2 separate regions of the Mus musculus genome follow, and region 2 is linked to region 1. The links are chromatin contacts, called in public Hi-C maps. All regions are on one chromosome and are shown on one strand. Each heading gives the region's core, a stretch centred on a gene start, on an enhancer-like site or on the middle of the called end of the contact. The rest is flanking DNA. Distances are from core to core; before and after follow the strand shown. Region 1 has its middle 180 kb from the start of Rbfox1. Region 2 has its middle 26 kb from the start of Rbfox1.

Region 1 (5,798 bases), core at 869-3,368:
CTGCCCAGCACGGATGCTCGGGGAAAGTGATAAGCCAGCCGGCTTCTATCTTAGACTTAAAAGCCATCTTATAGTAAAGATAAAGTAGGTTGGTTCCTGTTTGTGATTAATTCTGTTTCTCAAGGATTGGGCTATGTACCACTTGTAACTTTAACTACAGATGCTTCAGTGTTGCCTGATCCAGGAAATGACAACTTTGTCTTCATTTCAAAATGTTATATGACCATCTATGACTAGCTGGTAATGACCACCTTGTTACCACTACCTTACTATGACCACCTTGTAATCATCTCTCTGTTTTAGGAGATTGTTATGTTTTTCTAGCTATGCTTATGTTTTGCTTCTGTAACACTGCCTATTTGCCTTCTAAACCTCTAATTTGGAAATCCCCCTACTCTTGAACTATAAAAACCCTTACCTTATCCATGTTTAATGCCACTATACTGAACTCCACTTTTACGGAGAGATAGCCCAGGTACACAAATTTTTATCAAAGCTTGGTTTAATGAATTTGTCCATGATGATAAGGCTTGGTGAGTTTTCTCCTTGTATTTCTTATGGGGAAGCTAAACTGGGCCAGCACTGCTGTAATTAACATTGTGGAAGTTTACCGAGGTTTTGGTATGTTGGTGGCTTGGTCTTCCAATGGCAGTATTGAGTAATATGTACTTTCCAGGAATGAGGCATTGTGGGATGTCTTTGACTAAGTAGAAGCACATACTTACAGCAGAGACTGGGAGAGTCCTTGTAGAATCCTGGTTAGTTACTATATGAATCTTGTGATAAAAGCAGGAGCCTAATCTCGCCCAAGCTCCCTTATATCCTTGTCCAAGATGGTAGGATTGATGCCTTGAATATTATCACATGAAAGATAGTAGTGGCTCTAATCAGATGAGAGAGAGAGAGAGAGAGAGAGAGAGAGAGAGAGAGAGAGAGAGAGAGAGAGAGAGAGAGAACAAAGTGGAAGAAAGGAGGAAGAGAGAAAACAAAGTGGAAGAAAGGATGATACACAAACAACTTGAGCCAAGAAACACTTTGGTGTATTTTGTTTTTGTAAAGTCAGACTAGTTTAACTCAGTCTAAAGAAAATGATGTTGACCTGTCTACTGCTAGTCCTTTATCAGGTCTCCACTGTTACAATTCGTCCATCCTGCCAGGAGAAAGTAATATGTGATCCTAAACAGGATATTTGTATCTCCTCCTCCTCCTCCTCAGCTCAGAAAACATCATGGAAGAAGTAGCAAAAAAGTGTCAGAGCTAGGAGACACAGAGGCACACCATGGAAGGGCACCTTCTGGGCAAGACCTGGCATTGTAATCAAAAGGTCACTGCATGAGGTTACCACACATGATAGAAGCAGCAGGAACCCATCAACACATGAGCTCTACCCATCCCTGAGATACTGACCATTGGCAGTAAGTCATTGCTGGTGGAGTATTTGAGTTTCTTTAGTGGTGTAGTCATTGTTAAGTTGCCTGTGATGCAGCACATGAACCCTCACCCATTCTAATGCAGGCAAGCCCAAATAACCTCACAAGAAAGGAAGACCATGAAAGTCAGAGAGGACTTCTTGGAAGTGGAGGGGTGCACAAGAGGGTACAGGGCTAAAAGCAGTTGGAATTCATTATATATAAATATCAAACTGTCAAAGCAGCACTAAAGAAACAAAAATAAGAAAAATCATCAATGGCTCTCTCTAATGAAGTTCAGTTCCTAAGCCTTATGGTTTTGAACATGTACCATTCTATGTACATGGACCTGATTATATATCTTTGTAACACCCCTCACCACTTTAATCAGATTACTCTGTGACAAGATATAACTCTCCCATCAGAGAGGTCCATCAGAGAAGAGCCCTTGTCAGCTTTCTATTCCCAGAACCAAGCTCTGTGTCTAGCATCCTGTAGGCTCTGTGAAACCGATAAACATCAAAGTAGATGACCTGAAATTAACTCTCTGGGTATTTAAGATATGAAGGACAGGAAGTAATCTGAGACCAGCACAAACACCCACCCATCATTTCCTAGTCTTCTCTCAGGATCCTCCTACTCCCTCCCCAGCAGACTGTAAGTCTAGACACACTATTCAGAGACATCCGGAGCCTCCTTGACTGAGATGACTCAGAGCTGGTTCACTAACCACACGGAGTTCCCGGGGTCTGCTGAGGGAACTTCCTGGCAAAGCTCTGGAGGTGAGAGGCTCCAGCCTGACTTTCAGCTGAGCTTCATCCTCACACCCTCCTCTTCTCTACACTCCTACCTTGGGCTGTGAGTCTTGGAAGCCATGCATGAAATAGCAATTTCCTATGGAATTATTCCACAAAAGAACCTCACAGGGCTTTGTTCATGGAAAAAAATCATTGGAGATTGGGGTCTTGGGAGCCACGTATGAGAATGCAAATAAGATAAAATAAAATCATACATACTGGGCACTGGGCAGCATCATGCCACATCCCCTATAAGTAATTTCTGACTCATCTTTTGATCCCCTAACTCCCAATTCAATAATTCTTGTATGAGTTACCACTGAGAATTTTGTGCTTTAAGGGTTTTAAAATAGGATATATTGATTCAGATACTGCCAACAAATTGACATGGGAATGAGGACAAGTTCATTCATTCACAAAAAAATAAAAGAAAGAAAGAAAGAAGAGAGAGAGAGAGAGAGAGAGAGAGAGAGAGAGAGAGAGAGAGAAGGAAGGAAGGAAGAAAGAAAAAAAGAAAGAAAGAAAGAAAGAAAGAAAGAAAGAAAGAAAGAAAGAAAGAAAGAAAGAAAGAAAGAAAGAGAGACAAAGCATGGTGCCTTTTTTATACATAAGCTTATATATTCTTTTTTTTTGACTTAGCAATTCTACATCTAAGAATTTATTTATTTTTTTAAATTTTTTATTAGGTATTTTCTTCATTTACATTTTCAATGCTATCCCAAAGGTCCCCCATACCCACCCCCCCAGTCCCCTACCCACCCACTCCCCCTTTTTGGCCCTGGCGTTCCCCTGTACTGGGGCATATAAAGTTTGCAAGTCCAATGGGCCTCTCTTTGCAGTGATGGCCGACTAGGCCATCTTTTGATACATATGCAGCTAAAGACAAGTAAGCTTATATATTCATTCACAGTTTTTAGCCTCTTAAAATTTTAATTAGCTTACAAAAGTAGCAGTGTTTCTTATGACATTTTCACCATCTGAGTTGTAGTTGACACATCCCTTTCTGCTGTCCTCCATCCATCCTCCCCTACGGTTTCTACCTAAACCCTTCAACCCCCAGTATTCCTCATTCTGCCTTAATATCTCAAGTCTTCATAAGTTTCCCTACTACTGCCCATTTGAATCCTCTTTCCCACATCTTCTGGGTTCCTTTCAAGTTTTCCACATGTACTCACTCCCACAGAGTACAAACATGCCTTCTTGAAACATGTGTTTAGGAAGGTAGATGATACATGGAGAGAGAGAGAGAGAGAGAGAGAGAGAGAGAGAGAGAGAGAGAGAGAGAGAGAGAGAGGAGCATATAAAAATGAAGAGTGTCCATATTATAGTTGTGATGGGGGAGGGCGAATATGAAGGTGAAAGGATCAGAAAAGGTAACAAGGAGGTTCAGTAGGAAGAGGTGGCTTTTAAACTAGGTGATAAAGGTGTGAAGGATCCTGCTATTCAGAGAATGAAGAAAAGGATGGCAAAGCCAATATTTCTACAAGCCTGAAAGCCTTGGCCTTGACCATTGTCTTATTGTAGATTTCTTTGTGTAGCCTTTATATTCATTTTCATTTTCTTCCTTTCTATCAGCCACCCACTTACTTCTCTTCATTTCTGAGTTCTATCTTTCTGTCTTCCTTTGTTAAATCTTGTTCTCAAACACAGTCTTAGCATCCACATTATCTGACTACCCTTCTGGTGTCCTCAGCATTTCCATTTCCTCCATGCACTGTATCAGACCTTTGCATCTCCCTTCTTTGTAAAAAAAAACTTTTCCTTTTAAATCAATACTTGGATAGAAGTTCTCTTATTCAACCTTGGGAAAGTATAATGGTTAGCTTTGCCAACTTAACACAACATAGTATTTTTATTACCTGTGAAAAGAGGCTTTAGTGAGGGAATATTCACATCCTGTTGCTCTCTGAGCATGTCTATGAGGGATTGTCTTCAGGTAATTAATGTGGAAAGACTCAGCCTACTGTGGGTGACACCATTCCCTAGGCAAGGACTACTAAATTATGTAACAATGAGAAAAGTTGCATTGAGCTATACAAGCATCATTATGGATGTGAAATGACTAGAACTTTGAATTTCCTGCCTTGATTTTCCTACAATGGTGGACTACACTCTAGAATTGTGAGTGAAAATAAACCTGTCCTTTTCCTAAGTTCTTTTTAGTCAGCGAGCTTTATCACAGTCACACAAATAAAATTAGAATAACTCAATACTGAATTCCTCTCTACCTTCATCCGATAGGGTAGCAACTAGGCACAAAGGACCACAGAGTACATGCATTTAGCCTGGCTAAATCTGAGTGGTGATTTTCATTTAAGTTAGAATCATTTTCTAATTGTATAGCTACTGTGACCACCAGTTGCTATGTTGACAGTACAAAAAAAAAAAAAACTAGTCTTGGTCTAGTTTCTTGCAAATGAGATAAGAAGTTGAGAGGATGGTTCACTGAATAAAAACACTTGCTCTGTGAGCATGGGACATAAGAGTTCTGAATCACTAGCATCCATATAAAAAGCCAGGCGTGCCCATGCTTTCCTGTAACCAACACTAGGGGAAAGACACAAAGAGATCTAAGAAGTTCCTGGCTAGACAGTGCAGCTAAAACCATGAGCTTCTGGTTCATTAAGAGATCTTGTCTCAAGACAATAAAGTGAGCAATAGAAGAAGACACTTAATATCCTTCTCTAAGTATATAGGAAAGGATACAGACATGTGTACTCATGTGCATGCATCTCACACATAACATACATATATAACACCATACATACTCTCTCTCTTTCTATATGTGTGTGTGTGTGGTGCATGCATAATATAATATATAACATATATATATGCATGTCATATAAACATATACATTTATCATATATATATATTTGTGCGTGTATACACAGCACACACACACACTATCGCCAGCACCACGTAAACCACACAGGGATCACACACACATACCATCACCATTGCATATGCCACAACATGCACCACCACCACACACAGGGAAAGTTCTTCTGACTTCTCCACTGAGATCTCACCCTGAAGCCCTGACCAGGGGGCAAATGATCTAAAGAGACATTTGTGCCCCTTCCTGCTGCTGGCTGGCTTTTTTTTTCACTTGCAAAATGAGTGCATTTAACAGACAGAAGCTCACAGCTTGCAGGTCACAGCTGAAGGAAAGACACAAAAGGCCTCCTCTCCATGTGCCACAGTCACAGACCTAGGGAGGAAGGGTTTCCTGTCAGGCCTCAAAGAGAGAGATCTGACCCTAAAACTCCTGACTTTTCTTTCTTTCATAAATGAGGGAATTTAAGGCCAATTTCCTCTCCTGACACATTAATTAAAAAAAAAAAAGCTTGAAAAAAAAAAGCAACCAAACAAAAGCTGAGAAAGGAATGATTTTAGGCACCAGGCATCTCCCTCTCAGGAAAGTCCCAGTTTACTCATTTTCAGCTTCTGTCTGTCTTCAATCCTGCCTCACTCACAATGTTGGCAGACATGGCAAGAGAAGGGTAGACCTCTTTCTTCTGTGTGTATACGGCTGTCCAAAGTGTAACGAAACCCATTTTTCTTTTCCAATTTCTGTTTCCTAATTCCTTTG
Region 2 (6,110 bases), core at 413-2,912, 160 kb before region 1:
ACATGTGCATATGTGCACATGAAGGTCAGAAGACAACCTATTTCACTCCTCCGACGCTGCCCGTATTTTCTTTGGAGTTGGGGGTCTTTCCTTGGCTTGGAACTGTCCTGGAAAGCTAACTTAGTTGACTAGAAAGACAAAAGGATCCTCTTATCCCTGCCTTCAGAGTGCTGTAGTTTTTAGACATGTGCCAACAAACCTGCTTGGTCCCTCCCTCCAGCAGGGCTGGGTACTGAGCACAAAACACGTGCAAGGCCAACACATGACCACTTACACTGTCACCTCCCCCACAGGGTTCTTGCTCCTTCTTTACCCCTAGGCTGAATTTCTGGCTTTTCCTCTCAGGTCAGAAGAACAATCAGGTCTCCAGAGCCTCCTGAGCCTCCTTCTCCTCTCCTACCCCATGCTCCCTAATCTGAAGCTATTTTCTGGGTTCATCTCTATCCACATTCATTCTTTTACTGGAGCCTCGGCTGCACAACAGCATGGACACTATGTAACATTCTAAAATAGCGACAACACTTGGAAACAATTTTCATAGAAACAAGTGACTATACTTCCGCTGAACATTACACTCAAGTGGAGGGTGGTGACTACTCTCTTTCCTTGATCTAAGATTCTAACCCACATACTTATCTATTCCTCTCTGTTCTGAACAGCTACACTCAATATACATCCGCCCTGAGGCATTGTGGGTAAAATCCAGGAAAAGGCTGAAAGACCCCAACTATCTCACTGCAAAGCTAAGATGATGCTCTGGACACTGTCAAACACTTGTTAAATACAAGAAATGTGGATCTGCAGTAGAGGAATCTAAAGCAGAGGCTCCAGGCAGTAGACTGAAATCGTCTTTTGCTCTTTCTCAGCCAATAGCAAACAATCATGGCTGCAATATCCTAGGAAGAACAGCGACAACTTCCCAAGCCACGCCAGGAGTCTGCACATTTCCTCCATCGTCGATTTCTTATCCTTATTAAGGGCTTGGGCACTGAATTTGAGATCCCTGGGTAAGCCATTTCCTAATAGTTTCCAGCTATAAGAACAGACCGTGTGACCACTGCCCATTTCCCCAACTTACTTGCACTCAGCGTGGTAAAAGAGCCAAGGCCCTTCTAAGCTATTATGCTTAAGAGCTGACCCCATAGAGCCAGGAAAGGCAAGTGACATCAGGGTGACAGCCACAGACCAGAGCTCAGCCCTGCAGGACTCTCTCCAGCAGCACTGGAAACAGGCAACTTTATTGATGAACGGAACTTTCTATGTTTGTCTTAATTGAATTAAGCAGCACACTGGGACACCTCTCCGTGTCCATTAAAGAAGTCTCTGCAGATGGGACAATTATGTCCATGTCTGCCAGCCCTGCCTCTTTCTCAGGATGATACCCCATGCCCATCACCAGCCCCCTTAGGCACAGATGTGCCAACCTGATTTTGTTTACTGCGCCGCAAAGTCTTTCTCTTCCAGAAGACCATGATTTGCCTGATAAACTACACTGCTTTTTACCAGCCAGTATGAATAAACAAGCATTATGTTTTCTCTTGGGGCAGGGAGCTTGGCGAAATGAATCAGAAACCCCTAAAAAACAATTGTCTACCCTCAGCACATCAGCTACCGGACAATCACTCAAAGGGCAGCTGTAAGGAAAACAGATGGTGTGTGAGCACTAATGATCCAGGCTTTCTCCATTCCCAGCTCAGGCAGAGCTGCTGGCTTGCATGTTCTGACACACAACCTACCACGAAATGGCAGACAGAGAGGGATGGCACGGAAGACTCCTGTCTGTGGACAGGCAGACGCGTTATGTTTTCCACAAATGACGGTTGCTTTAAGTGGCTTTAAGGAAGTGGCAATCTAGATAACCCTGCAGCCAACCAAGTTCATGACATCTTTCTCTCCACGGAGGTGAGGCAAAGAAGCAGCCCAGTCCAGTGGACACTGGGCCTCACCCTGTTCAGAACGGTGACACGTACTTTCTTTCTTTCCTTAGAAAAGGCCAGAAAAAAAAAATCCCAGCAGGGTTCGTTAATCAAACAATTTATAGCAGACAATATCTGAAGACAGAGGCAGGCAGACATCTCATGGCAAACAGCTAGGCAAGCCTGCAGATATGCTCATTCTAGCCACTTAGATCCCTTTAAACAATTCAGACATGAAGATAATCTATCCTAATTCTCTTCTGCATTATTGACACTATTGACTACCCCCAATCCACAGCACTAACTAATAAATCAGTATGGGATTAGCCAAGAAGAAAAAAATGTGATAAAGTGTCATTTGTGCCCTCCGTAAATCATCGGATGGAGAGACGCAAGGGGACTCGCTGCAATGAGAATTGAACTTTCCTACGCAGTCATAATGGTTATGCCTTACCTAATGTGTCCCAAATTTATAAGCTCATCTGATGCATAGAGGCCGGCCCCCCACAACTCCACTGCCATCCAACCTCTGTGAGAGAGCCCTTCTACCCCAGTGAGTTTCCACACTGAGCAGCACTTTCTAATTAAAGACAGAAAGGGCTGATGTGCGGGTTTCAGTTCAATTGCTTTCGATCTGAAGGTGTCCACCATGAGCAATGGCTTCATTTACCAGGAATTACCCTTTGTACAAACCACTTCACTATTTAAAACAAAGCTCATGTATCACCATTAGGTTGGGAAAAATGACCCATCGTTGGGTATTGACAGTGGTGTGGGCCACTTCAGAGCCCCCTTCTCCTCCCCTCTTTAATGTGGATTTTAAGTATTTGACTCATTGTTAAATTTGGGCTGATTAAAAGGTTGGGAGTGAACAGTCTTTGACAGATTAGAAGGCTTCATGGAACAGACCCGAAGGAAGATACTGAGGGTGGGTCGGGAACAGGGAGCAGTAAGTTCCTATGCTACTGGGTTTCCTTAGGAAGTCCTAACTCTGTGAAATACAGCTCTGGAGGCCTCGTGCTTGAAGTGTGCATCAGAAAACAAACTGTAGTGTCTGCCTATCCTGCTTGTGGTCTCAGCATTCCATCCCAAGAAATGGGTATCTGGTGTTTGTTCCCCACACTTAGGAGATTTTATAGTGCGTGTGTGTATGTGCCCTGTGTCTGTGGTGTGCACGAGTGGATGTCGTGTGTGAGCATGCACTGTTTTCTATTAAGCAAACAAAATATATTTACCTTTGATCTCACTGATAATAAGCTCCAAATGTGGAACCAGAATTCAGAATTTTCTCTCAAAGCAAGAATGTGTAAATGTGTACCCAGGCAGGAACTATGGAAAGGTTCTGCACTGGGAGTATATATAAGCTGGAAGACCAGTTGTGGGAAGATGTCACCATCAAAGCAGCCAAAGAAAAGGGCCACCATGGTGCATGGAGACATGAAGCTGAAGCACGTGCTTTCAGCCTTTCTTCAGGCCTTCACCCTTTCTATTAGAAGTGGGCTACAGCCATAAACCCATGCATCATGCTGCCAGTGCTTAAGCGTGCATGTGTGTGTCGATGTGCATACATGGCAATGATGTCATTATCAGCTGGAGTATCTAGATGCCAAAAGGGCTACCCAGCTTTATCCCACCTCACAGTTCCCAACTATTGTTAATAGCTTGGATGTTAGGAAAGGAGGAGGAGGAGGAGGAAGGAGAGGGGGAAGAAGGAGAGGGGGGGGAGGGAGAGGGGGAGGAGGGAGAGGAAGGAGACAGACAAGAGAAAAGGAAGAAAAAGAAGAAATCGTAAACTTCAGGAAAATATCTATTTAAAGGGGAGTTACAAAAAATGTAAATAAATGACACAGAATAAATCAAATAATGCAAATACCAAAGATGCCACCTCACTGGTCTGAATAAATAATATATTTGTAGCAAAGAGTTTGCACTGCTTTTCCCTTGAACATTCAGTTTCTGTACCAAGACTGAGGCATCCTAATTGATTTTTGTTGTTAGTAGTTGTCTTAAGGACAAATCTGAGAGAGTTTAGGAAGGAGGAAAAGATGTTAATACCAAGGCCAAAGAAAGCATATAACCAAACCATACAGTCATTTCCTTGTGTTCTGAATAGGACTTAGTCCCTGCACCAAACTCATTCCAAGATAAGGTACTTCAGTGAACACCAGTTGTCCCTAACGCATGAGACCGTGTATGGTGTTAAAAACATGACGAGAAATGTTCGCAAATAAGAAAGGAAGATTTTAATTATTTTCTTATATAACTGGTGATTAGGATAACAGAGATTTGTGATGTATGCCATTTTCTACACACAAAATTAAATGCTTCCAATGAAGGTATTGCTAATCATAAGTGAAACCTGATTTGTCTATTTGATCCATAGGCTTTGAAAATACCATTGAGCTCTCTGTTCATCAAATGTGGATATGTAATACTAGCTATAGATTAATAGCAGAAAAGGGTATAGTGATCCCATACTGACAGATGATGTGCAGTGTGCACTGGTATGTGCCCCATGTGGATTAAAGGGACTGAATTCTCTCTAAATCAGCCAACTGTCTGAACTGCTAACTGAAAACAATAACACAAGACCCTGACATTGAATCAAGGCATCAAAAGGCTAGCAGAGATGACCCCAAGGCACCAGCCTCTGATAGTGAGAGAGACACTGGCTAAAAACCTTGATTATAAACAGGACAATCAAAAATAAATGTCTGTCTTATACTTCCATAAGAGACATACCTCTGTCATTTATACTTGTTCTGACCCCGTGACCTGCTGTTTTGTTACAACCACTTTCACAAACGGAACACACCCGTGAGCTCACTTCAAAGCCCATCTCCATCTACCTTCCTGGGGAGCCATGCTGTTGATTTAGCTACCTTTAAATATTTGTTATGGCTGTCAATGCTTTCTGTGTGAGGCTGCCTTTCCATAGCAGGTGAATTCTGTAGTGGGAACCTTGGACCTAGATGTTACACCCATCCTTTTCACAACCAGAGTGGCATCTTGCTCAAAGTCACTATCTTCCTCCCTACGTTCTCCTTAAATGAACAAACCAGTTTAATGACGAAGGCGCAAATACAAATTAATTAAAACACATACGTACCGGAAACGCAGGAGGCATCGAGAGTACCCATAGCATTCTACGTGTTAGATAACACCATTGCAATTGATTCACAAAGATGAAAGGCATAAATATAGGATAAAAAAGCTCTGATTATTCTAATAATTTGATTCAGTCCGATTGAGGTTTAGCAACTGAAGCAATGCTTACTGGGATGTTCTTGTGGTGGGTAACTGATGGAAACACACAGGCACTTGACACACATTCACAGCTGAGGCAAAGAAATGGCAGAGGCTGGTGAATCATATATTATCAATACATTCCTAAGAGAAGGTTCCTGGTATGATTTACTAAACAGGAAACAAAATAAAACAAATACTTACAAGAATAAACCAATTTATTGGCACAATGCTATTTAAAAGACTGTTCTCAAGAGAGAGAGAGAGAGAGAGAGAGAGAGAGATAGAGAGAGAGAGAGAGAGAGAGAGAGAGAGACTAGCCTCAGTAAATGTGTGGAAGAAACATTGGTTTTTTTTCTGGAGGCAACCAAACTGATAACAAATTACCCAAATGTTCAAACTAGAACCCCGGCATTTTATGAAGACATATATTCCTGTAGCACAGATTGGAGTTGGACACTTTGGAGGAAAAGGGGCCCTCTCAATTTTCGCAAAGGAGTTTGGTTAACACATACACATTAACCAAGCATACCCTTGAAGTGAATTCATAGAAAGGCAGGCAAAAGGATTACCCCAGTGAGAACTTCACAGGACAGGACACAGGCCCTTGGGAGTCAGATCTTGGATTCTCAGCAGCAGACAAAACCCAGCTAATCTTGTCACCTCACAGCCACAGACCCCGCCCCATGACACAGCTGGCCTGCCTCCCCGAAGGGCAGTGCTAGACAGTTTCCAAAGCCCAGGGGTAGTGAGTTAGGCAGATGCCTTTCTAGTAAGAGGCAAGGAGACCCAATGAAGCCTAGAGCAGATACACAGAGCAAGAACCGGATCCAAAAAAGTCGCAGATGTGCACTGATTGGGAATGTAGCCAACAGACGTGCCTAGTGAGACCACTGCCAGGGAGGGGACAGGTTTGGGGTGCAGAAACAAGGAGAAAGGCAAACAAAA

Evidence for each region. A called contact is a pair of places that touch in the nucleus more often than the background predicts.
Region 2: a Hi-C map of the N1E-115 cell line shows a contact between it and region 1, with 3 times the contacts expected there. The contact joins two enhancer-like sites. A contact is called at or near these places in 4 of 484 Hi-C or Micro-C datasets (the N1E-115 cell line, nephron progenitors and pre-hematopoietic stem cells) and 1 of 115 datasets of contacts at active chromatin or transcription factors (embryonic fibroblasts).

What each region holds. Positions count from the first base shown.
Region 1 is chr16:6,885,716-6,891,513 of GRCm38.p6, reverse strand. It overlaps a transcript of Rbfox1 not described here. Among named protein-coding and RNA genes, the nearest start is that of Rbfox1, 180 kb to the left of the region's middle. Within about 2 kb of position 2,118, at least 35 of the 459 cell types and tissues checked have an H3K27ac peak or open chromatin away from gene starts, as enhancers often do. A contact at or near this core is called in the N1E-115 cell line, where this site is marked.
Region 2 is chr16:7,040,628-7,046,737 of GRCm38.p6, reverse strand. It overlaps a transcript of Rbfox1 not described here. Among named protein-coding and RNA genes, the nearest start is that of Rbfox1, 26 kb to the left of the region's middle. Within about 2 kb of position 1,662, at least 4 of the 459 cell types and tissues checked have an H3K27ac peak or open chromatin away from gene starts, as enhancers often do. A contact at or near this core is called in the N1E-115 cell line, where this site is marked.